4 separate regions of the Oryctolagus cuniculus genome follow, and all the other regions are linked to region 1. The links are chromatin contacts, called in public Micro-C maps. All regions are on one chromosome and are shown on one strand. Each heading gives the region's core, a stretch centred on a gene start, on an enhancer-like site or on the middle of the called end of the contact. The rest is flanking DNA. Distances are from core to core; before and after follow the strand shown. Region 1 holds the start of BCL6 (BCL6 transcription repressor). Region 2 overlaps LOC108177991 (a long non-coding RNA gene). Region 3 holds the start of LPP (LIM domain containing preferred translocation partner in lipoma). Region 4 overlaps LPP (LIM domain containing preferred translocation partner in lipoma).

Evidence for each region. A called contact is a pair of places that touch in the nucleus more often than the background predicts.
Region 2: a contact with region 1 is called in a Micro-C map of ear pinna, with 5 times the contacts expected there. The contact joins the enhancer-like site here to the promoter of BCL6 in region 1. A contact is called at or near these places in 3 of 6 Hi-C or Micro-C datasets (ear pinna, psoas muscle and skin fibroblasts).
Region 3: a Micro-C map of ear pinna shows a contact between it and region 1, with 6 times the contacts expected there. The contact joins the promoter of LPP here to the promoter of BCL6 in region 1. A contact is called at or near these places in 4 of 6 Hi-C or Micro-C datasets (ear pinna, liver, psoas muscle and 1 more).
Region 4: a contact with region 1 is called in a Micro-C map of ear pinna, with 3 times the contacts expected there. The contact joins the enhancer-like site here to the promoter of BCL6 in region 1. A contact is called at or near these places in 4 of 6 Hi-C or Micro-C datasets (ear pinna, embryonic fibroblasts, psoas muscle and 1 more).

The regions. Positions count from the first base shown.
Region 1 is chr4:91,880,819-91,886,871 of mOryCun1.1, reverse strand. BCL6 (BCL6 transcription repressor) reads right to left here and starts at 4,566. Exons shown (of 10, transcript XM_008266642.4): 1 at 4,382-4,566. LOC138849491 (a long non-coding RNA gene) reads left to right here and starts at 5,880. Exons shown (of 4, transcript XR_011388364.1): 1 at 5,880-6,053.
Region 2 is chr4:91,591,008-91,597,641 of mOryCun1.1, reverse strand. The region is part of intron 2 of LOC108177991 (a long non-coding RNA gene); the gene reads right to left. Among named protein-coding and RNA genes, the nearest start is that of LPP, 92 kb to the right of the region's middle. Within about 2 kb of position 1,326, at least 5 of the 8 cell types and tissues checked have an H3K27ac peak or open chromatin away from gene starts, as enhancers often do. A contact at or near this core is called in ear pinna, where this site is marked.
Region 3 is chr4:91,499,403-91,505,378 of mOryCun1.1, reverse strand. LPP (LIM domain containing preferred translocation partner in lipoma) reads left to right here and starts at 2,665. Exons shown (of 12, transcript XM_070072379.1): 1 at 2,665-3,012. It overlaps LOC108177991 (a long non-coding RNA gene), which reads right to left and starts at 3,045. Exons shown (of 3, transcript XR_011388007.1): 1 at 2,892-3,045.
Region 4 is chr4:91,395,183-91,401,121 of mOryCun1.1, reverse strand. The region is part of intron 2 of LPP (LIM domain containing preferred translocation partner in lipoma); the gene reads left to right. Among named protein-coding and RNA genes, the nearest start is that of LPP, 100 kb to the left of the region's middle. Within about 2 kb of position 4,176, at least 4 of the 8 cell types and tissues checked have an H3K27ac peak or open chromatin away from gene starts, as enhancers often do. A contact at or near this core is called in ear pinna, where this site is marked.

The DNA.
Region 1 (6,053 bases), core at 3,317-5,816:
CCGCACCCGGTCCTCCGCCACCACGCACACTTTTTCTTTTTCTGTTGGAAGTGGGGGGTGTGGTTGCCTCCAAAAACCCAGGCTGGAAAACACTTCATGGAGTGCGTGTAATTCCGATCTTCGCGATGCGCAACACCTGTAGCAACCACATGGCGGGAGCTGGCACTGCCTTCGCGCAACTGTAGGTTGACTTGTTTTCCGAAGAGCTGAACGTACTGGGTGAACTTGTCTTCCTGAAACTGGATCGCCACTCAATGGCATTAGCGGAGGTGCTTGGCAAAAAACGCTGTCTGCCCAGCAAAGAACGCCGGGGGATAAACTCCAGACCCCCGCCGCGGGAAGGGACCCTGTACCCTGGGCTTCCCCGCCCGACTGGCGGGGCAGGGAGGCTGGGGGACCGAGGGTGGTCCTTCGGTGGGGCCGCCGCTCTCGGCCTGGGGTGGGAGTGGGGGGCGGGGAGCGTTGGGAGGAGTCGTTCCTGGCTTCCCTCCAGCTACTGAGAAACAGGCCGGCTCAGCCAGAGCTCAGCACCGCGGCTGGGTGGCTGCGGCGGCTTCCCACTTGTTGCGCAGCGCTGGAAACCCGCGCGCGCCACGCTACCCGGACTCCAGGAGGCTGCCGAGCGGCCTGTCCTCCACTCCAGATCTGCCCCCCACGCCCCCACAGCCACCGCCGCCAGCACAATCACACTACTTCCAGCACCAGGGGTGGTGATTTGGGTTTTATTTTATTATTTAAAAAAAAAAATCCTCCTCATCGGAACGTTAGACGGGCAGCAAAATTCAGGTGGTCTGCGAGGTCACGTCCAGAGGGGGACGGGGACCTACCTCCCCGCCCGGAGAACTCGCCTAAATCAAGCCCACCAGCAACACCCCCCCACCCCACCCCACCCCCAATGATTAACTAGGCTATTGTGATTCCGATAGAGCTGGAAAGCAAAGTTTTTCGACTGCAATGAGAGGGGACTGCAAAGCACCTCTCAAAAAATGCTGTAGCTCCCCCTAAATCTTTAAAAATCTGCCCGAAAATTTCAAAGTGCCTCATAAGGTCCCTTCACCGTATTTTCCAGATATTTTACTTTGGCCAATAGTTTCACCCACCGAGGGGTGGCGCTGCTGCACCACCTCCTCGGGCTCTCAAGTTTTTCACAACAAAGTAGGTTGTTGAGCGTGGCTACCGACAGGGGACAGAGAGGGAAGGAAGGATTTTGACATCTGGTCATGGCTACCATTTACTCAACCAGCAACTGGAACCCTGCAAGGACTCAGCAAGAGACAACTTAAGAGTTGAGAGTCCCAGCTCTGTCCACCGAACCCTGAAGAAACCAGACAAGTAGTTTCCAGAAAGCATTGGGTAAAACCTCTCCAAAGTGACCAGGAGAGGAAAAGGACAATCGGAGAAGCCCTGCTTTTCCTGGCTGTCTCCTCCTCCGAGTGCCTAGTTGGTGTGAAAAGCATCTAGCCTTGCTGTTACTATCTACACTCCTTTAAAATCGGCTAAGGCTGCCTGCAGTATTGGAGAGTCTTCCAAATAGTAGACTGGAAACTTCTATTTATAAACGAGGGAGAGGGAATATTTCCCATCTCCAGGTTTCTATTTTGGCTTGGAGACTCAACTACAATGTTTTAAAAAGGGAATGCCCAGCTCCTGGATTTTTCCCCACTTGTTTCCTCCCTCAGAGACAAGTATCAATTTTTAACAAAAATACATATTTTAAAGGGAGAATGTGATTTCACCTCACTCCTTTGAGCTTATGTTTGTTACCTCCAGGAATAGTGTGTGGACTAGGGCCAGATGAACTTCAACTTGGGCTGCAGATTTACGAGGTTCTGTTCCAGTGCCAAGGGCTCTTGGTAGTAAATAGTGAGCAAAATAGATACCTGTCTCCTGATGGATATTGCCGGTCTCTCTCTCTCTCTCTCTTCTCTCTCAATTTATTTATCAAAACCACACACACCTTGCAAAGAAAAAGGGAAACTGTCAGTCTCTGTAGAGGAAGCCGGTGGCATCGCTCAGAGCCACAAACTGTATTTCTAAACAGCTCTCTCCCTGGTTCCCTCTCTCCTGCCCCACTTTTTTTTTTTTTTTTTCTGGACAGAAAAAAAATGCATCTACTGACCCTCACTTTACTTTTTCTTTTTTTTTTTTTTAAGCATCACAAGATGTTCCTCCCAGAAATTACAAACTGATTGGGGTGGGGGGACCCACAAAAGAAGGCATTACTTTTCTGGGGGCGATGACTGGCCTTCGGAGGCAGCCAGGGACCCTGTAACAGCTTCTACGCCCGTCTGGGGTCATGGTCCCTACTCAGCTGTCAGGACTTTCGCCAGCCACTCCGCCAAGTCTGAACCATAGCGAGGGAAGGAATACAACGGGGGGGGGGGTGCGGGGGGGTCATTTTATCCTTACAAAAAAAGAAGAAAAGAAATCCGGTGGCTTGTGTCGTTTCCTAAGGGGGAGGTTTAAAACTCATTGCCACATTAATTCCAATTTTCGCCAGGGTTTCAATAACGCCGCATAAGAAAGGCAACGCAACCCGCAGTTCTCAGACAGTTACCACGGTCACTACCTCCGGCAGTGGGGTGGCCCCTCGCTGCTGTCTCCCCCCGAGCGCAGCCCATCTCCAAGGCTCCAGCTCCCTACCCTCTCCCGCCCCGGGCCGCCGCCGCCGCCGCCATCCCCTACTCCTGCTCCCTCGAGGAGAGCCACAGGTTGCAAATCCAACCAACCTCGCAGTCTTATTTTTTTTTTCCCCCAAAATCACTCACAAAGCTCTCCCTTTCGCGCCCGCTCCACCCGCACTCGGTGCCCCAGGCAGAGCCACAGAGTGCCCTTCTCCCCCTCCGGGCTCCTGCCGGTCAGGAACGCGGGCGGGCTCGGGCTCGGTCCTTCCACTCGCCCGGAGTGAGGACCTCGGCACTCCGAAGCCTGCTGGCGTCCGCCACGCTCAGGCCAGCCGTTGCCTATTTTTTTTTTTTTTTAATACAGAGCTTGCACCACGGGAAAAAAAAAATAAAGTAAAATAGAATTTAGGAAAAGGAGGGAACAGCCATCGGGAGCCAACACAGAGTCACGCAGCGCCCAAAATACAAACACCGTGGCCACCAGAAATCCCGCCACCTCCTCCTCGCTCGCCTGGGCTGTCCTGTCAAGGTGCCCCGAGTCCCCGCACGCGGAGAGGCACCGCAGGTGCAAACGCACACCCCTTTCCCATCCCCGGCTCCCCCAAATCCCTGTCCCACCATCAGCCCATCTCCTCGGGATGAGCAAAGGGAGCGCGCGGGGCTGCCCGACTCCCTCGACTACAACCAAGAAAGAATAATTTCCAAAAGTATTCAACACCCCCGCCCCCTTGCAAGCTAAACCTCCCCAAAACACCAGAGGACGGGGACCACCAAAGCACTCGTCCCTCGCTAGGAAGACCACGGCTCTGAAAGGAAATCGCAGGCACGATACTTCATCTGGGTTTATGACCAAAAGAAAAAAAAAAAAAAGCAGCGGCAGCGGCAGCAGCAGCCAACACCAAACACCCGAGGAGTTCGCTCGCGTTTTTTCCTCCCAAATCTCGGCTCGGCTCGGAGGCGGGGAATCTGAGGGACCGAGGCCGGTGGAAGGGAGCCAGCGGGGCGAGCGAGCGAGCGAGCGAGCGGGCAGCCTCCCTCCTCGCCTCCCGGAGTTCCCCGGGAGCACGGGCCGAGGGGAAGGCAGGGGAGGCGAGGGAGAGGCGGAGGGAGGGAGGGAAGGCGAGGCCGGAGCGAGGAGCGAGCAGCGAGCAGCGAGGCAGGCGGTTTGCAAGCGAGAGGGCGCGGACAGACACAGCCGCACGAATCCAGCACGATCACAAGCCGTACGCAAGTAGCAGCAGCAGCAGCAGCAGAAGCCGAGGGCGCGAGCGCGCGTCCTCTGCGCCGTCTGCGGCCACACAGCCCCAGACTGGCCCGAGCCACCCCCCGAACACGGTCTGCTCCTCTCCGCTCCGGCCGCCCCCTAGCTCCCCTCCTTCCTCTCCTCCACCTCCTCTTCAAAAAACCAAAACAACACAAGGGAGGGTGGCCAAAGCCTCCCGAAACCGGCCGGTTCCCTCAAAGACAACAACAACAACAATAATAAATACATAAAAATCTAGATCCTCGAGTGGGAGAGACGTGGGACTAATCTTCGGCATTTATTTTAACACCTGACAGCTAGAATAAATAAATATATACATTCATATCAATAGATACACATAGGAAACTTGGAGCCAAAGCATTTGGCAAGAGCGGAAAAAAAAGAATTAAAAGGTAAAATAATGATTATGAGCAGCGGCGGCGGCAGCGGCACCAGCGGCACCAGCGGCGGCGGCGGCAGCAGCAGCAGCGGCGGCAGCAACAGCAATAATCACCTGGTGTCCGGCCTTTCCTAGAAACTTCTTGCATCACCACTTCTAAGAACCCCAGTTCTAAGAATCAACAGAGCTCAATTCTCGGAATTTGAGCTGCGGACTTTACCACTGCCGCGTGGCAGGGGAGGACTCGGTGTCAGCTCTCCGGGAGTTTTGCCTCCTCCGCCCCATGAAATACCCCCAAAGCCGCACTTTCTTTCCACGAGCTGGCGTATTTCAAAGTCCTCGCAAGACAGACGACTCGGATTTGGGGGTTCCAGCTCGGGGTCCGAGGGGCCAGAAGGCGGCCCTCCCTCCCCGGCCCGCGGACGATGGTACGGCCTGCTCCGCCACCATCACGTGGGCGCCTCCTCTGTGACGTCGGCGTCTTCGCTGTAGCAAAGCTCGGCCTCTGGAATTCTGAGAACTAATTTGCTATTCGGTGACATAAGAGGGGGAGTGCGCTTTGCTTTCCCGGGGTCTAGGGCTGTTTCCTCCTCTCTCACCCATAAACTCAGCTCCTCGAGCTAAATACCCAAAAGGGAGCGAGAGATTTGAACCACTGGAAAATAGAGAGATAGTAGGTTTAGAGGAGCGAGTAAGAGGGGGAAAAAAAAGCAAACAATAAACACAGCTCTTTCCAGCTAGAATATTAGGCACCACGAGAAAAAATATTTGCCAAGCGATTTTCGGTGGGTTCCTTTGCTTTGTTTTTATTTGGGACAGGGTCTTTTTGGTTTTGTTTGCTTGTGTTTTTTTTTTTTCCCCCTCCTCCTCCTCCTCCTTCTTCTTTGGTGTGGTGGCTTGGGATTTTTGGTTGTTGTATTTTAATGCTTTTCGAATGTTGCTTCTGATTTTTGCCTTTTGCAAGTTTGTGCTGTTACGTAAATCCTAGGATCCGTCATCGGTTGGATTTTGTCTCGTATGTTTTTTCTTTCCCTGTCTGATCGCTGAAGCGGTTTAGAGAAGATGCATTATTTCAGTACTCAGACTGTTGAAAGAAGCTTACATTTTTGCTCATCTGTGACAATCCCAACCCCCACTTTTTTCCTCCCCTTTGGTGCAATTTTCTTTTCCCCTTGGACTTTTTCTGAAGGGGAAGGCTCCTTTGCACTTGAGATGTTGAAAGCATTTGTTTTGGTTCGTTTCTTTCCAGGACTGCAAGTGGTGGGTTTGCTCTTTCTGTTATTGTCGACTCTTAGGAAATGTCTTGTGGCAAGAAACGTGTGTCTATGGGTATGTGTGCGCGTGTGTTCTACAGGAATGCTGTGAGCCGAATACATGTTGGTGTTTTGCTGCTTCTCAAAGTTTTGATTTTCCTTTTCCGGGCTTGTTTCAAGGTCGCGGTGGAAAAAAAAAAAAAAAAAAAAAAAAAAGGATCTCTGGAGTCTGTGTCTCAGAGCTCAGCCGGAGGGAATTGCAAAGGCCGGCCGGGCCCGTGTCAGCGAGCCTGCGTGCGTTTAGAACAGCCTGTGCCGCAACTCCAGGGCACCGCGCGCAGGCAGGTCCTAGGCTCTCCAGCGCAGGGGAGGGGGGGGGGACCGTTCTTTCTCTTTTCTCTCCCTTTCTTTTTAAAGGCAAATGCAGTATGCGGAATCACTTCACTGTGGGCCTCGGTTTGTTTGTTCAGAGCTGCCAGTTTCCCTATTTAAATGTTGGTTGGGGTTTTTTCCCCTCCTACTCATCCCTGAAT
Region 2 (6,634 bases), core at 77-2,576, 290 kb after region 1:
TTCTCCCTCCTCTCCACTCTGAGAGCCTTTTTCCTGCTGCTCTTAGAGCTCTGACTGTGTCCTCTTGCATTTTGATCATTGCGTGCTCACCTCTGGATGGCTGACTCCTCAGAGTAGGAGTCCGTTCCCCACGACTCACTCCTCTTGGTGCCCCCCGGGAGCGCCGTGATGACTGACCCATTGGGGTGACCTGCAGCTGCTGGACAGCCTGCCTTGAGGGACCAGGGTCCTGGTCACTGGAGGGGCCCAGGCTGGCTGAATGCCACCAAGTTCACTGTAAGAGGTGGCTTCAGCTGTGGGCAGACGGCTGCACTGGCTGCCCCGTTTCCCTGGGGTTCCAGGTTTCATGGGCTTCGAGTCTAGGAAGGGTCAAAGTAAAAGGCTGCTTGCTGCCCCCCCATCTCAAGTTCAAGGCGATCTCTTAGGGATCTGTGCTTGAATGCTCTCCGCCTCACAGGCTAAGGAAAGGCCCTCTCTCTGAAGCTGATGAGTGCCTCCTGTCCTTGCCCAGGGAGTGTTCTGTGTCGCCTGCCGGGCAGGCGCTCTTTTTCCCCTGTTGTCTTGTAGTCTCCCAAGCCCTCTGGCCCGCGTGGACAGGTGAGAAGACAGAAGAGACTCATCCTTCTCCTGTAAGGGTCTCAGTGGCTCCTGCTCTGTCCCGGGAGGTGGAGAAGGCACGCACACCAGGCTGCTTCTTCCCACTCTCTGTGTCCTGCCTTTCTGCGCTGGACAGGATCTTGGTGCTGAGAGCTCTGAAGTCACAAGGGGGAGAGACAAGGGTGTGGAGCAAGGAAGGAGGTTGGAGACGGATCCCCTTCCTTGTGCATTCTGCAGGGAAAAGCGAGAGAATTTGCCTTGTGTCTGTTTTCTGGGTAATTCAGCGTCAAATAGCAATGAGGCCTTGCCAAGTCTTTGTTTGGTTTTCTTTTTTTCCTTTTCCTTCAATCAGCCCCGGGGCCATGGGCAGCGGGCGAGCATGGCAGGGGCAGGGGCTGCACACACCCCGGGGCTGCCGGGGGTGAGGGGGAATGCTGAGCCTGCAGACTGGTCCATTGAGAGCTCCGGCTCATAGAGGAGGGGCGGGGGCACCCCAGCCTCCCGCCACAAGGGCAGCTCTGTCCTGTGGGCACACAGCTCCGTCCCAGCCCCACTGGCTGGGAGAGAACAACATTGCCTTATAAGGCCCCAGCCGCCTTGCCAAGGCTGGACGGCTCCGACAGACTGTAGCTTTCCATTCTCCTGGCCCGCTCCAGTGCAGGCCTTGAATGCAGCCCTTGTTGTCAGGCCCCTCCTCTCCTCCTCAGCCCCCACCCCACCCACTGCTGCTCCCTGCCAGAGCCGGCCCCGCGGGAGCAGGGTAAACAGCACAGAAGCCTCTCCTGCGCTGGGCCTACTGCCACTCCGGCCTGCTGGCGGCAGCACAGGGTAGCAGAAAGCCTTGGGCGCAGGGTTCCGGCTGGGCCGGGCCGGTGTAGGAGGCTTCAGAAAGGGCCTCAGTGCTCGGAGCCTGTTTCCTCACCTGGAAAATGGACGTCTAACAGCCACAGGGTCCAAATTCCTTGCCTCGCATTCAGATCCCTTCCCAGCAAAGAGGCAGCCTAACTTTGCGGCTTAACCTGCGTTCTATCCCCAAAGCCAGGTCCCCACAAGCTCTTCCCCCCATCCCCAGTGACAGGGTGCTCACCTGTTCCCTGCTCATGATCTCCTTCCCTCAGTGGCTCCTGTGTACCTGCCCTGGGAACTCCTCCTGGAGGCCTGCCAGGATGCATGTGCACCCCTCTCACGGCTCCTCTCGTGGGCAATGGCATTGACTTGTTCCCCTGCCCCTGTTCTCCATCAGGTGCTGAGCCCTTCAAGGCTCACGTGGTCTCCTCGTTCTCTTTGCAGCCCTGCTCTGCCACCGTCTAAGCCATGCGCCACGAAAGACCCTGTGCAAACGCCTCAGTGAGCACTGCTGACTAAGCTCCAGAGACAACTCTTGTGCAACCACATCCCAAGCTAAAAGGCGCTGTCCACCTGTGAAAGGCACAACTGTACCAAGCTGCTCTCCACACCCGTTGTTGCGCCATCGCAACCTGAAGTGGTTAACGCTGTTCACCTTGGCAGTCCTCATCCTTAGAAGCCCAGTGTTGGGGCTAAAAGGAATGTATCTAACTTCCTGCACATTGTAGAGTCTGTAGAAGCCATCTGACTGCACAACGGATAAATGGAGGGGCCCTGAGTCCGCAGCCCCATCTCTTTCACCATGTGCACCTGCTAGGTGCCCACTGCATCCTCAGAAAGAAGGAAACACCCAGAGGCTAAAGGAGTTGCGAGCACCATGCTCACTCCAGTCTCAGCATTTGACAGTTGCAAAAACTGAGCTCCTTGAAAGAGCGGTGGCTTTCCCAGTAGCTCCCAAGTCAGTAACAACTTGGGTCGTCCTGGGGTGCATGACTCTTACCCACTAACGTCCTTGTCCCCACCTGGTTGCCCTGCTTAAGACGGTGTGATGATGAGTGAAATCGCATGTCTTGTCAAGCTGAATTCTGGGTCTGGGAAGCCCTGCGCTCCAGGTAAAGAATTTCACTCTGTACTGAAACACCGCTTTCTGGAATAAGATTCTGGAATAAGATTCTGCAAATGATCAGGTCAGTGATTTGCAAGCGCAGCACAGATAAGGAGAGTAGTGAAACCTTCCCCTACTCCCCACAACCCCAGCAGCAGTCACGAGGGGGAGACTTATCTCGGGGTGGAACTCCTCGTTCCCCATGCACACTCTCATTTTCTGGGAGACGATGTTTGTAGGACAAAGCCCCCAGGATCATGCACTCTATTCTAACACTTCCTGCCGCAAAGCCAAATTCAATGCAGAAGGTAAAACTGCTTTGGGCTCCATCCAAGAGGATTTAAGGTTCTTGAATGCCAAAAAGACCTCAGAAAAATGAGGTTTCTGCATGGCTGGTGCCTAAGGGCAGGCCCTGCAGGAAGCAGGAATAGGTCTAAGGAATCCTGGGCAGCAAGACAAGAGGTGAAGCTCTCGTCTCAACTCTGATGCTTACAGTGAAACTTCAAGCAAGTCAGTTGCCTTTATAGACCTCAGTTTTCTCATCTACCAAATGGGCATGATGTTGCTTCTACAAACGCAGTAAGCATGAGATCAATCACGATTGCAGGTGTGAAGACACTTCATAAACTACACCGAAACATACGTGCCTAACAAAGGGCTGGTTAACAGGCAGTGTTCCTCCCCTTGGGCTTATTCTTCTGGGTGCGAGAGGGGAAAACAACGTCCTTTTCCCAGTTCCTCCAACTCCCTCACACAGCCACTGGCTGCCAAGCTACTGCTGACCACTTTCCAGGAAATCCAGAGGGGGCTGGGTGGCTCCTGTTGAAGCTTTGCTTCAAGGAGCTGGAGAGAGACAAAGGGAGCCATTCTCTCACCTGTGTGCTGCCTTCCCAGGTACAAAGAGGAGGGGTTGCAATCCAGGCTCTGGGCACACTCTGAACATGTGAGATTGTTACTCATCAGCGAGCTTCTGTTTCCCAATAAATAAAAGTGAAGAGTTTGGCAGAATCATGTTCAAGTTTAGGGGCAGCAATGTCATCCATTGTCCATACAGAGACAACTTTAAGGGAGAAATATATATTACTAATAATTACAGCACTGCAGGTATGGGACTGGCCCAGGCAAACTAGAACATGTGAACATCTTACTAAGCCCCGTTTCAGCCTGGACCAGCACTGCGGAAGAAAGATGACCTTGAGAAAAGAAGATTGCAGTTCTCCCAGTGTCAGCTCAGCCACCCTGAACTTTTCTTTTCTTTTTTTTTTTTTTTTCAAAATGTATTTATTTGAAAGCAAGAGTGACAGAGATAGAGAAGCAGACAGTAGACAAGGGGGAGGGGAGAGAGAGAGAGAGAGAGAGAGAAAGGGATTGATCTTCCACCTGCTGGTTATCTCTCTAGATGGCTTTAGCAAACTGGGCTGGGCCAGGTCAAAGCCAGGAGCCAGGAACTTCAACCAGGTCTTCCACACGGGTGTTGGTGGCCCAAGTACTTGGACCATCACCCGCTGCTTTCCTAGGCACATTAGCAGGGAGCTGGGTCAGAAGTGGAGCAGCCGGGACTCCAGTGGGTGCTCAGATTTGGAAGCTGGAGTTGCGAGTGGCAGCTCACCCTGCTGTGCCACCCGCTCCGCTCCCCACACGTTGCTTCTCCCCATTGTTCTTACTCACTAAGCACAAACTCAGCGCTGAGCTAGGTATATGAAAGGACCTCAGATCACAGAGTATTTCTACTTCCTTTGCCTTTTGCCAGTTCTCTGAGGCAAATATCGGCAGGTGATAATCTCATTTTAGAGATTAAAAAAAGGACAAGAGAACATTGAGGACTTGCCCAAAGGCATGAAGCAAAGGGAAACAATCGTCCTCACTCTGTAGGCCTGTGCTTGTTCTGTGGGGCCGGGTTAGTAAGAGGGGGGCACTTTCTATGCAAATGCAGACTGGCTTTGTGCAAAGCTACTTTTCATCCAGAAAGTTCCTTCTCCTAGGACAAGGACACTCAAAATAGAGATGTTTATTTAGGGACCCCTAAATTCTAAGACTGATGAAGATTTTAAGCATCAAGTAAATTTTTAGAGAGAAGGTTTTGCCTAAAATTCTCCATCAGACCCAGATCCAGGGGACAGCACTGCGATGCAGCAGGTTAAGCCACTGCCTACGACACTAGCATCCCAGGCAGAGCACTGGCTTGAGTTCTGACTGCTCCATTTCCCCTCCAGCTTCTTGCTAATGTGCCTGGGAAGGCGGTGGATGATGGCCCAAGCACTTGGGTCCTGACAGTCATGTAGGAGACCCTAATGGAGCTCCTGGTCCCTGGTTGTGGCCTATCCTGGCTCAGCCCTGACTGTTGTGGCATTCTGGGAGGTAAAGCAGCAGATAGGTAATGTATTTCTCACTCTGTCAAGCTGCTTTTCAGATAAATAAAATAACTTAAAAAAAAAAAGACCAAGATCCAAGTAGAACTTAGATCTTCAACCTCTTCCTTTAGCACCCTTTTAAGTATACATATATAATCATAGCAAAATAAATGCACTTAGGAAAATAAACATACTTAGCCCCACCCCTTTCCACAGTCTCATAAATCACCTTTTGATTTGCTGATGTTGAGAAACTTCAGGCTCTTCCTTCTTTCCTTTATTTTGGAGAATGGAGAGTTGTATTTAAGGTGTTGCAACAGCCACTTCTTTCTTCTCTTCCCAGTGAGGATTCAAGTAAACGAAGTTTCCCATTGGGCACAGTGTCCACCGTCCAAAACCAAAAGGAGCTCGCCCTCCTGCGTGAGCATGGAGCCTCGGGTGTGAGTGCGGGTTCAGTCACTGCTTTGCAGCACAACCTTGAGCGAGTCACCTTTCCTCTCTGTAACACAAGCTTTCACTCATGTGTAAAATAAGAGCTGGAACTGGTCCAGCTCCAGCGGTCTGTGAGTACCGCATCGGCAGGTACAGATGTCTTTGAATGAGGCACTGATCAAGTCCTTTTCTAGACATTAACCTCATGGGAGTCACAGCCCAGGAAGAGGTTTCGTCGTTTCAATATCTTGCTGATATTTCACACCCCTTTGCCCTCGTCTCCCTCTCCTTGATGGTAATTTGCACAAGTAACTCCCTATGCCGGCTAAAAGAGGCAGCCCTTTCCAGCACAAACCAAGGGTTAAATCAGAGGAGTTAGCCAAGCCACCTAACTGGCTGGTCCCTCATCAGTTAATACCGTTCTGGCAAACGTTGCTCAAAGCCTGACCACTTATTTCCTGATTTATTACCTGTGCAGGGTTCACCACTGTCTTTATTTCTCTGAGGAACTGTAACTACACGACAAAATAATGAATCGTGGTACTCGGTGATGTCACCGTTCAAGTCCAAACACCCCTGAAGGGGAAAGAAAGCTTTCCAAAAGATGTAGATAGCAACAGCTTATTTCTTTCTTTTTTAAAAAACTTTTATTTAATAAATATAAATTTCCAAAGTACAGCTTTTGGATTACAGTGGCTTTTTCACCCCATAACCTCCCTCCCACTCACAACCCTCCCATCTCCCGCTCCCTCTCTCCTTCCATTCACATCAAGATTCATTTTCAATTATCTTTATATACAGAAAATTGATTTAGTATATATTAAGTAAAGATTTCAGCGGTTTGCACCCACACAGAAACACAAAGTGTAAAGTACTGCTTGAGTACTAGTTATAGCATTAATTCACATTATACAACACATTAAGGACAGAGATCCTACATGGGGAGTAAGCGCACAGTAACTCCTGTGTTGACTTAACAATTGACACTTGTTTATGGGGTCAGTAATCACCCAAGGCTCTTGTCATGAGTTGCCAAGGCTATGAAAGCCTCTTGAGTTTACCAACTCCGATCTTATTTAGACAAGGTCATAGTCAAAGTGGAAGTTCTCTCCTCCCTTCAGAGAAAGGTACCTCCTTCTTTGATGGCCCGAGCAACAGCTTAGTTCTAACCCGGGAAATGAACAGCCCTGAGCTGAAGGCTCAGACCCACGCTACGCATTCTGCCAGGCTTCCGTCCCCCAGTGGAAGGTGAAAGCTGGGTGGAGTTCCTCCTGCTGCTTCGACTTGTCCTTACTTCTCACAC
Region 3 (5,976 bases), core at 1,416-3,915, 380 kb after region 1:
GAGTGTTCAAACTGAGACCAGATGGTCACTCAGCAGTAGGCAGGCGAGCTGCCAGGATGCCAGGGCTCAGGATGGAATCTCAGCTTACCAAAGTACTAACCCTGTGTTAAGAGCAAGCTGCTTAACCTTTCCAAGGCTTGCTTCCTTATGGACAAAACAGGGACACAGGAATGCCGACTTTAGAAGGGTTTTGTGAGGGTTAAGTGAATTGCATATGAACAATTCGAAGATTATTGCCTGGTATATTATAAGCACTCCAAAACAAGGACAGGCATGAGCGATGCAAAAGCCTTTGGGGACTGGAATGGATTCAGGAATGGTGAGACCACAGCCAAGTTGGCCTGAAAGTCTTTTGTGCCATCACTGGACCAATGAGAACGCAGCCCTTGGCCCTTGGCCCACCAGTGTGCCATCCACAGACTACATGCCACCCACCCTCCTTGAAATTCTGCGCTTCATTTAGTCTCTGAACTGGTAAACTTTTTCTCTATCATCAAGTCCGCAAAAATGACACACGCTGCCTTTCAAGTTCAAGCCCACCAGAGCAAGTGTTAATAGGATGTTGAGAAAGAGAGGGCAAAAGAGACCAGAACAGCAAATGAGAATGTGGCTTTGGGTTTGGGGCTGGCACTGGTGCAACACTGTATGTAGTTCATCAAGCATCCAATTTATGACTGCGTAGCTTGTACTCCTGGTGAGTGCCTCACAAGTCAAAATTATCTTTTGTGATTCCCTTTATGTAATGCTCACACTAACACCATGCCTACATGAGCCAGTCATACAGATTTCAGGAGTTGAAATATTTCAGTGATCTTCCCCAGCACACTCATACAACAGTTTCAACATAATTAGTAGAATCTTTGGATCCGACACAGCACTCTTATAATGTGTATGATGGAGGAAATGAATGACTCTAATTATACCTTATTAAATTTTATTAATCCTCATTAGAACCCTATTATTCTTTATAAGTGTGTTGCTGGGGAGAGGAGAGGAAGAAATGCTGGTCAAATCCGTTATATCTAACAAGGATTGGGTGAGTCCGCTCTTATTTCATGAGATAACTGGGATCTTTTCATACTAAACCATAGCACTGAGGACACAGGTTTGCCGAAACATCTGCTACAGTGAATGGATTGGGTTGTAACAGGATCTGATCCTACTGCCCTGGAACAGAATCTCTTGAAGAACTCATAGAAGTGTTTGCCATTTCAAATCATGTTTGCTGCAAAGAAAGCAACAGTATTTCATTACGCTGTGGAATGGGTGCATCCTCACCCTTGCCCTTACACTACATTCATATGTTTTATGTGTAGATGAGCAAATTGACAGGGACAAGGAGATTAATTAGAGCCCAGAAGCGCCTGAACTCAAAGACTGCACAAAGCGGGCTCCCTAAGGCTGAGAACACGTGTGTTTACATTCATTGCCTTAATTCTGTCAAAAGAATTCCACCAAAATCTAACCTAGGAAGAATCACGCTTGGAATCTCCATGACTAGGTAACCTATGCTGTATTCTCTCTATTCCTGCCTGGAAGCAGGCAGTGCTGGGGGTCAGGGCCAGGTGCATGGTGGAGAGAGTGTAGGATTGGCCAAGGGACCAAGGTTTGTGTTGGGCGAGTCACTGACTTTAGTGTTTGCCCCAAATGCAGAGGGAATCACACCTTGATCTCACTCACCTGAAGATGCGGTTGTTGTGTGGGTGAGAATGGGTACATTAAGATGTGCTGAGGTGAGGAATTCTTATTTTAGGTATTGTCAGGAGAGAACGAGAAGGGAAGGAAGTCTCGGGTCTCGGAGCACCTTCCAGGAAATGGCTGCCACACATTATAACCGCTTGACATAGTTAATGGAGGTTCTCATCGTGGCTCACATTCACAAATGTCAGACGAAAAAAACCCGACGCCAGCCTTCCAAGAACAGGCTTGTCTTTATTCAAACCAGTTCCCCCAGTTCTTGGGCTGTTTCTGAAGCCATAAGCACAGAGCAGGTTTTCTGGGCTTCCTGGAGGGGCTTTAAACATTCAACTCCAGGGGCTCCTTTACTTACGTGCTCTGCAGTACTGACTGTCAATGGTACTCAGGGCTCGCTGGCAACCAGGACCTTCCAGGAACTGGCTGCTGGGCCAAGGGCAGTCTGAAATCACTTCTCTGGGTGGTCTACACTGCCTGGTGACACCCAAGCCAGATCCCTCTAGAGTCGGCCCTGCCGGTCTGGAGGCAGGAACCAGCTGCGGGACAGAGCAGCGGGTCTGCTCCCGCATTCCAGGCGTGAACGACCCTGAACAAGTCGTCTCTTTTCTGAGAGCGTCAGTTGCGACTTGCATGGGTTGCAACTTGGTCTTTGGCAGCTCTGACAGCCTGTAAGTTTGGAGCCGAGCTGGGAAGCCAGGGAGGGGCGGGGGGAGCAGGAAACTGGAAGGCGATTCCACGGCCGGATCTTTTCCGCTCGGGCTCAGCGCTCTCCTCTGGCGCCCGAACAGCAGCCCCTGGCTCCCCCGTTTCTCCAGCAGCCCCTTGACTGGGCCGCTTCCTCCTACGTCTCCTTCCTCTTCCTCCGAGCCTCCACACCTCCCTCTTTCCCTTCCTCCTTTGCAAGCTCCCTGCATTCCCGCGTCTCCTCCTCTTCCTCCCAGGAAATGCACTGCCCTCGGTGCGCCCACCTTTTGGCAAAGGCACTGCCCGCTGCGGCGCCCCCTCCCCCGCCGGGCGGACGCTGCGCGGCGGCCCCGCGGGCACCCGCCTTCCCATACCTTACATGGACAAATGCGTGCAGGCAAAGTCAGGAATTCAGGCCCCTGACGTCAGCCTCCAGCGCTCAGGGCACCGCACGGGAGACCGAGGGGAGGGGGTGGGGACGGTGGGGAGGAAGGAGGGGGAAAGGCACCAACCAGCAGCCGCTCCAGCCCTGTCGAAGTTTCACTTTTTGTCTGTGGGTTCGCTCCCGGGCCCCGCGCGAGCTTTCCCGGGATAAGTAGCTTTAGCGAGCGGCACAGAGCCGGGCGCCGCAAGGTAAGGGCTGGCTGCACCGCCCGGGGGTGCGGGACGCGGAGCGCGGGCGGCGCGCTCGCTGGGGCCGGTGCGGGGCGCGGGGCCGGGCCTGTCCGGGGCCGGGGACAATGGGAGGGGGAGTGCCCGGGCACCTCCTCCTCCGCCTCTGCCTCCGCCTCCAGCCGCCGCCACCGCCGCCGCTGCCCGGGCTGCCTCCTCCCCGAGGTATTGTTGCAAATCCTCCTTCCTTCCCCCTAGCCTCCGCCTGCGGGCGCCTCGGGAACCCCCAGCCCTCCCCGGGCGCGAGCGCCTCTGGGGCGGCATGAGTGCGGGGCGCAGAGCGCGGGGCGCGCGCGCTGCCGGGGCTGCCGGGCCGTGGTGCGGAAGTGCCGGCCGCGGCCCAATCACGGGGTGCGCGCCATGGGGGGAGGGGGGTCCAGAGTTTTTGGGGAAAGCGTCGACCCTAGGCTGGGCGGGGTTGGAGTCTTTCCCCGCGCGCCCCCTGCCTGGGCTTTTCTGGGCGCCCAGGGGGCGGGGCCACGCCCAGCCGCTCGCTCGGAGCTTTCGCGGAATCCCGGTTGTCACAGTCGAAAGGGCCTAGGGATCCAGACATCCAAGTCCCCCATTTTACAGTCGGGAGGACTGAGGCCCAGGGGGCAGGAGGGCCTTCCCCGAAGTCATTTACTGCGGGCCGAGCCATAACGACTATGGCCGGCCCCCAGCTCCTGGTCCCTTCTCCAAGCATTTTTGGAGTAGCCCCTCGGTGGCAGGGCAGTGCTGGGGGTGCTGGGCCTAGACCTGGCCTTCAGGGATTGCTGAGCTTATCCCAGAAGCCCAATCTGACCGCAGGTGGGAGGTGCAGCTGCCTGGGGAAAGGCGTGGATAGGTTTTAGGCGAGCTGGGGGAAGGAATTTGATTTTCTCTCTCAAACTTGGGAGAGATGCAGGGTAGCCCCTTTGGACGGGGCTGTATTGGATCAGGGCTTTTGAAGGATGGGGAGTTATCTGACGCCCCCGGTGGCACCGAGAAAGGCCCTCGGGGATAAGGGACAGCAGACCAGAGGGGACCACAGTCTGTGGGCAGTGGAGATGGAACTGGAAATGTTAGTTTGAGGCCTGGCCGGAAGGGGGAGTGGGCTATTCCCTGGAAGTGTGCAGGAGTTCTGGGGTAGGGCGGGGTCTTTGCCTCCCTGGGGTCCTAGGGCCACTGCAAAGGCTCTCTGGCTTCTCTTCCCTGCAAGGCATCAGCGGCTGTTTCTCCTGCCTCACAGAACAGTTACCAAAACTCGTGGCCATCACTGAGCCACTTTCCTCATACCAGACATGGTTAACAGAAAGTTTCCAACTCACTTTCTCTCTCAAGCCTTTTCTCCTCTTTCTAAGTTTCTTGCTTCCTCAATAAAACTCGTTTTCACTAAGGTGTTAGTGACTTTCTGCCCCCCACCCCGCCCTCCCCGCCATGTGCTTTTAAGAAAGTTTTAAAGAACTGAAGGGAGAGTGTGTGGCTAGGGGTGCCTTTGGAAAGCAGATCTCCGCCCCTCCCATCCTTAACTCCCTCTGTTTTCCAGATCCAGAGCAGTGCAGCCCTAGAAACTAGTGCGTAACAGTGGGGCAGGGGCCAGAGCACCCAGCAGGGTTTTTACCCCAACACCGAGGCCTTGACAGGCCAGAACAGGGCTGGAGTGCGGAACCTCCAGGCCACAGGACATAAAAGCCTCACGACATCATTTGGTCTGGCCCTGCCAAAGCCACTGCCGGCGGGACTCGAAGTTCAATAAATCTGCAGCAGGCTGATTTTTAGGTTGATCATTTTGTATGGCCTGAGAATGATGTTATAAATACCCAGAAAAAAGGTTCTCCATCCTGGTCTTGAGTGTAGACTGCAGATGGGATTTGCCGTATGAGTGGAAGGGTGGCAAGCCTGTGGCCTTTGCGTCAGGCAATCCTCCAGGGTCAGGTTTCCTGTAAACAGCTGGAGCCTAGAGTTGGCTTCGGGGCCAGGCAGTGGGCGGAGGAGCTGACTGGCTCCGCTGGGACCAGCCTTTCTTAGAGTGACACAGTCTGATGGAAAGGCAGGCCTTCGCAGGCAGTGGTGGGTGGCAGAGGAGACCTGATTACAAAGGGCCTTAAAAATCCCAGGTGACAAAGTTTGGTCCTGACTTGAAGTCCTCATTGGAGCGTGCTGAGCAGGCTGGGACCTGAGGGGAGGCACTGGCCTTGGGAAGCCTCCTGCTGCCCAGTTCCAGCGGGAGAGGCAATGATTTGGCCCTGCGAGTATTGTCAGTGAGTGTTTGCTCATTTCCATGACTTATGTTACGGAGTGCCTGTTATGTGCCATTGGCGAATATGAAAATTTTATAGCACGCTGCTGTTTTTATTGAGACAAATAAATTGCAGTAAATCAATTTTAAAGCATTCTTTTTTCACATTTTCCTTTCACTGAAATCCACTTTCTTGTCATAATGGATGTGTGGTGGTAGAGCAGTTCTCTTTCACCCTAAGTTAACACAGTGGTTTAGATCTGATGAAAATGTATTAATCACGTTCTTTATGAACGTCCATTGTTTTGTGCTGTATAAAACACTTTCCCATCAGCTATTCCACTGGAATCTCAAAGATCTCAGGGCTGGGAAGCCCGGGATTTGCTGGGACTGAAACAGAGCAGTGGGGTAGAAGATGGCGGGTAACATGGCAAAGCCAGAAAGCCAGAAGAAGGGAAACGGAGTGCATGAAACACCTTCTGGATCCCGCTTATGCAAGACTAGCTAGGCTCTGGGAGCGCAAAGACGAGGAAGACTCCTGGAGGAGCACACGTGTGGGTGTGGGGGGGCGGGGGGGCGGGGTCAGCAGATGAAGTGCTTGAGGTATGTTTTGACTGCTCTGCCCTGAGGAGGGTCGTCATCCTCAGGGAAGCCGTCGTAGAGGTGGCAGTGTCAGAATGGAGTCTTGCGGCCCAGGCAGGAATTGCCCAAGCGGGAGGGAGGAT
Region 4 (5,939 bases), core at 2,927-5,426, 490 kb after region 1:
GCGTATCCGGTTGCCCTGTGTTGGTGACAGTGGCGCAGGGACTTGGGAGTGTGTGATGGGCAGAGAGTAGGGGCAGGTTTGGGAGCTGATTCATCACTTCGTCTCTACTGCATTCGCCAGCTCCGGTCCATCTTATCCACGAATGCTGGCTTATTCATCCTCCCTAGAACGGGCTCTGTCATTCTCCCTCTTGCAAAACTGTCAGTTGCTCCTTTTTCTGTGCAGAGCAGGGCGTGGACTTCTCCTGCTGCTGGTCAAGGCCCTCCACAACCTGGAATCCCAGCTGCAGATCCTCTACAGGATGTGCTCATGTGGCTCTGCTTTTCCTGGGAAGGTCACTGCACCGCTCTGTGCCTCAGTTTCCCTTTCTGTGGGTTGGGAACGCTTACAGGGTCATTATGAGGATTACTCAAGTTAATTCATATTTGTTTAAAGATTCACTTATTTATTTGAAAGTCAGAATTATAGAGAGAGTGGAAGAGAGAGACAGAGAGAGACAGAGAGAGAGAGGCAGAGAACTTCCATCCACTGGTTCATTCCCCAAATGGCTGCAACGGCCGGGCCAGGGCCAGGCCAAAACCAGGAACCAGCAGCTTCATCTGTGTCTCCCACGTGATTACAGGGGCCTAAGCACTTGGACCATCTTCTGCTGCTTTTCCATGGCCATTAGCAGAGAGCTGGATTAGAAGTAGAGCAGCCGGGACCTGAACCAGTGCCTATAGGGGAATGCCGGCACAGCACTTGGTGGCTTTACCCGCTGTGCCACAGCACCGATACCAACAAGTTGATTTTTGTAAAGGGTTTAACAGTGACCAGCTCATAGTCCACTCATGGAAAGTACTGTTTAGATTACTAAAGAAAGTACCTTGTCCAGCTGTCGCTGTTAGCTCTTTCCTTGGGCTCTGGACTTATGGTCATTGCTAGGTAGTTCTCTCATTTTCTGGCTTCCATGCACCTATGACCCCTCACCCTTGACCTGTCATCTCTTTCATTTCTGCCTGTCCCAGTCATTTTTTAAAATTATTGTACTGTTTATTTTCTTTTTATTTGAAAGGCACAAAGTCAGAGACAGAGAGATCTGCTGGTTCACTGCTCAAATGCCTGCAACAGCTGGGACTGAGCCAGGCTGACACTAGGAGTCAGAACTCCATCTAGGTCTCCCATATCGGTGCAGGGACCCAGGTTGGCTTGAGCTCTTGCCCACTGCATCTCGGGTGTGCATTTGGAGGAAGGCTAAAATTGGGAGCAGAGCTTGGACTTGAATCCGGGCACTGTGGAAAAGGGATGTGGCTGTCCCGAGAGGCATCTATACTGCTGCATTCAACACCTGCTCCCTGCCTGCCCAAATCTGACTGATGCTTTAGCTGTGCTCAGATGCATCTCCATTCCTTTGTTCTTCATCATGGATGTGTTCATTCATTCCTTTACCACTCCTATGGAGGGTGTCTAGGAAGCCTCCCAGGATGCCCCGAGCCAGGTTGTCCTGCTGTGTGTACATCACGGTCATGTGGACCTTGCGGGATGGTTGGGGTGTGATGAGTTTGTTTGATCTCTCCTCCTGGAATATAAGCTCATGCACAATGGAGTGCTTATTCAGAAGGAGTCGGTGGGCTTACCCCTCATAGGTACTTAGGCACCCCCTGAAGAAGCAGTACATGTGTGTGTGTGGCGGTGGGGGTGTGCTGTTGAATGGGAAGAAGGAGGGGGCTGGGTCTCTGGGCAAAGCACGACTTCCAAGTTCAAGACAGACCCAGAGAAGGCAGAGCTGAGGAGACCTGCAGACTCTGGGGACACAGCCTGAGAGGAGGTGACGCACTCGCTCCAGGAAATATTTTTCCTTGAGTGGCATGAAAGGTGACAGGAATCAGGTCTCAGTTTTCCTTTTCCTCTTTAGAAGGTGGGGGAGGGACATGAGGTGTGGAGAGCGAGAGTGCAAATTGTTTTCTGAAAGTCTCTGCCAAGGAACTCTGGAGAGAAGGTTCACCTCCTGCCCTTCTTTTCTCCCTCCTTTCCCCTCCCTCCCTTCCCCATCTGTCCCTCTGTCCTTCCATCCTTCCTTCCTCTTCTTCCTCCCTCCTTCCCTCCTTCCTTTGCATTATTACAAGTAGTTGGAAAAAAATAGAAAAGTAAAAAAAAAAAAAAGCCCTAATGAAAGCAGATGAATTCAGCCTGCGCTGGTTTTCCAGGCTATGGAACTGACAGGTTTAGGGTTTAGTTACCTGATGGCCACACGTGTTTTCCATTGGCAGCCTCCTGCTCCTGCCGGCTCCCTCTCCTCACTTCGTCCCCAGCCTTCCTCCCGCCTTGTGACTCAGAGCAGGAGAGGAGCCATGCATGAACAATGCAGCCGGACTTGGAGACGAGAGAAAGGCAGCTTTCAAGAGCTGACTCTGGAGGTTTTACAGGAATTGAATTCCTGGCCTTTCCCTTCTGCAGATTTTTCAGCTGTGTGTTTTTTTTTTTTTTTTTTTTTTTTTTATGTTTCTTGAGTTTACAGCTGAAGATGCTTTGCTGCGGAAGGCACAGAAGTTCAGCTCTGGGCATGCAACTGCGTGTGCAAGCCTGGGAGTAGCTGTGGGGGATGCTGAGATGGTCAAGGAGGACTTTCGTCTGCGAAGAGCTGTTTGTGTGCTCGTGCTGTGGGTGCCTGGGGAAGGGGGCTGTGGGCGGCTTGGAGGAAGTGAACAGGTGTGCCAGTACCTGCAGGTACCTGGAGGCTGTCTGTCAAGTGATCAGTGCTAGAGTTATGAGTGCCCTGGGAGGCCAGGTGTGCTGTTTGTGCACTGGAGTGGGCTTCCTGGGGAAGGTGGTGTCCTAGGCCTTGCGAGGCCTTTCAGACTTCAATAAACAAAAGGAGAGAGACCCGAGACAAAGGGAACCGCATGGGCATAAACATATGTGGAGAGTTTGGGAGTGGCCGGCTGAGTCGGGAGGGGCATGGAGGTGAGACATCTGTATGGAATCAGCGAGGCGTCCCGGGCGCCCCTATACCGTTTGGGACTTTTCTCCAAGCAGAAGGGAACGATTACCGTGGGGGTTTGGAGAAGGGCTGTGATAGGATTACTCTGGGGTGTGTGTTTTGCTTTTCCTTTCTAAATTTCAGAGTCTTTTCAGGAACTGTGAGGCAGCCTTACCTCTGGGAGTGTGCACTGCCTGCCTTTTCCTCTCCTTTCTAGCCGGGCTTGGCTCTTTCTGGCGCTTCTGATGATGAGCAGTGGCAGAGCGAGCTCCTCGAGCGGGAGCGCGGGCCCGTGGGCCTGTTCCTCCTGGCTCGCCCTTCCCTTTCTCTCCTCCTCTGTCTCTCTCACCACCCCCAGCAGCAGCACTCCCCTCCCTAAAATAAATAAACCCGCCGCAGCAAAAGGTTCCAAGCACATTAGTCACATATCCCAGAAGTTTAATACAGAATTATTTTGACAGTGAGAACAAGAAGTGTTTTCTAGTTGAACGCACAGAACTTGCTTATTCCAACTGGGCTTTCTGCCGCACAGACAGATGATATGTTTTTAGATGGATCGGCTGTGCAGTGCAGGAGTCTGTGTCACTGCCCTTGGATACATAACAAACTGCTCACTACCAAAAGTGGCTGGGGAGAAGATATGAAATGGGGGGGGGAGGAGGAGAGAGATCACGTTCTCATTTCGAGCATAATGTTCTCACTAACAACTTTCATAAGTCACACAGAGATTTCTACGTGTTTATTTATTTATTTGGCTGCCTCTGGAGCCATAAAGTCCCCTTTTAAAACCGGGCTTATGCATGCTCTGACGATGAGCACAGAGCGAGTTATTGCAGTGCGGGTGGCTCTCCAAGCATTCCAGTTGAATAGCTCTTCCAGAAATATTTCTTGACTCACTTATTTAGCACTTTCTTTTGTTGTTACTGAGCAGATTAAAGAATTTTCCCTGCCCTTTGGCCAGGCCCACGGAGCTGTTGTGGATTGGCTTATATCCCCATTTCACAGGTAAAGAAAGGTAGAACAGTGGAGAGATTTTCTTTCTTTCTTTTTTTAACCTGGGGTGCCACAAAGCACCTGCAGGGTCAAAATAAATGTGTGTTCCTCCATCCCCCACACCACCTAACTTCTTCAGGGTCCCTTACTGCTAAGCAAAAAGACTGTTTTTGAGCGACAGTTTACCTGGGAGTGCAGACCTGGAGGCCAGCCTGATGGAGGCCATATCCATTCCTGGGATATGTGCCCTGCTGAGGATCGCCAGCCTTGTCTGGGGCTGGGCTGCCCTGCCTGATTGAAGTGAATGCCCTTTGGAGCTGTCTTAGACAACTCTGATGGTTTCTGGGTAGCTCTGACAGCAACCTCTGTTAGTGCAGGCATTGGCTGGCTGCGTGACCTTGGCCGTGACTTCATTCGGCTCAGTGTTTTCAGATGTTTTTCTTTTGTGGGAGTACTTTTTTAAAAGATTTATTTATTTATTAGGAAGGCAGAGAGAGAGGGAGGGAGGAAGGGGGGAGAGAGAGGGAGAGATCTTTTATCTTTGTTTCATTCCCATAATTAACACACTGGCTGGGGCTAGGCCAGGCCAAAGCCAGGAGCAAAGAGCTTAGAACACCATCTGGGTCTCTGATGTAGGTGACAGAGGCCCACTTGGGCCATCTGCTGCTGCTTCCCCAGGCTAATTAGCAGGGAGCTGGATCAGAAGAGGAGCAGCCAGGACTGGAACCTGTGCCCATATGGGATGCCGCCGGCACAGGTGGTGGTTTAACCCACTGCACCAAGAGTGCTGACCGTTGCTCTTTAAAAATGTCGCAGGAAGACCCAGCAGGCATCCACATAGTGCTGAGCTCTCTCCCCAGAAGCTCTAATTCTATGCCTCTGTGGAACCCACTTAGAGACCCACTGCAGGGGCCCTGATGACCTGAGCTTGGCCTCCTGTCCACATTTTGCCTCTCTGTACATCCTTAAAGTGGAGACAGTGGCGGTCTTACAGGTCAGGAAGATGGGCCCCCTGGGTACCAGACCTTTGCTGGTTACTAAAGTCGGCCTTGGCAGAAGGCCTGCTAGCTCCGTCAGCAGGTGCAGCTCTTCTCAGGGCTCTCGCCGGGCCCTTACACCTGTGTCTGGGTGCCCGGCAGCCAGCGTCATTATTCAGCACTCTGTGCTGACAGCATTGTTAGGCACATCTCACCACCATCACTGGCCCTGGAACCACAGCCTATTCTCCAGGAACATTTATGAGGAGAATCTCATGGCCTTGTGCTATTTCTAAGGCAGTTTTCTGTAAAGTGCGGAGTGAGTTTGCTTTATAAGGGGAGGGCCATTTCTCATTCCTCCTGTGATATTTATTCTGCACCAGCCTTCTTGGGACACTCTGCTGCTCCCCAAAGAAGGTTCTGACCTTTAAGAGCATCCCTTATTTACATTTCACATGGCCAGTCCGTTCCTAAAGAACTTTTACCAGCTAAGATCTCATTTGAGCCTCGAAATAATTCTGAGGCCAGGGAAACTCAGCAAGATTGTATGTGAACGGCGAAGTTCATAGTGCGGTTGAGAATTGTGAGGATTTGAACCTAGGCTCTCTGCCTCACGCCATTGCCCCAAACTATTCATTTTCCTTGCACCAGGAGTTGTGAATGGATATGCTGTTGGTGGGCACCGCTTGCTAAGTGTTGGCTTGCATGTCAAAGGCTGCTGGTAGGTCCTTTGTAAAAAGCCCACTTAATCTTTTCCACCACCATATAAGGCAGTGGTGCTTATGCCTGGTTTGCAGATGTGTGGTTAGAGACATGGAGGGGATGCTACTACCCAGAACTGATGGATCTTGGATTGCAGTTAGGCCTTCCTGTCCCCAAGGAGCTTGCACGCATAGGATGTGATCCTCAGTCCTTTTGAAGGACTGTGCATTTTTAAATAAAACAGAGCCAATTTGTGGGTGACCACATGCTGCCCTGAGTCCTACATACTGGTAAGTGTGAGCAGGTGC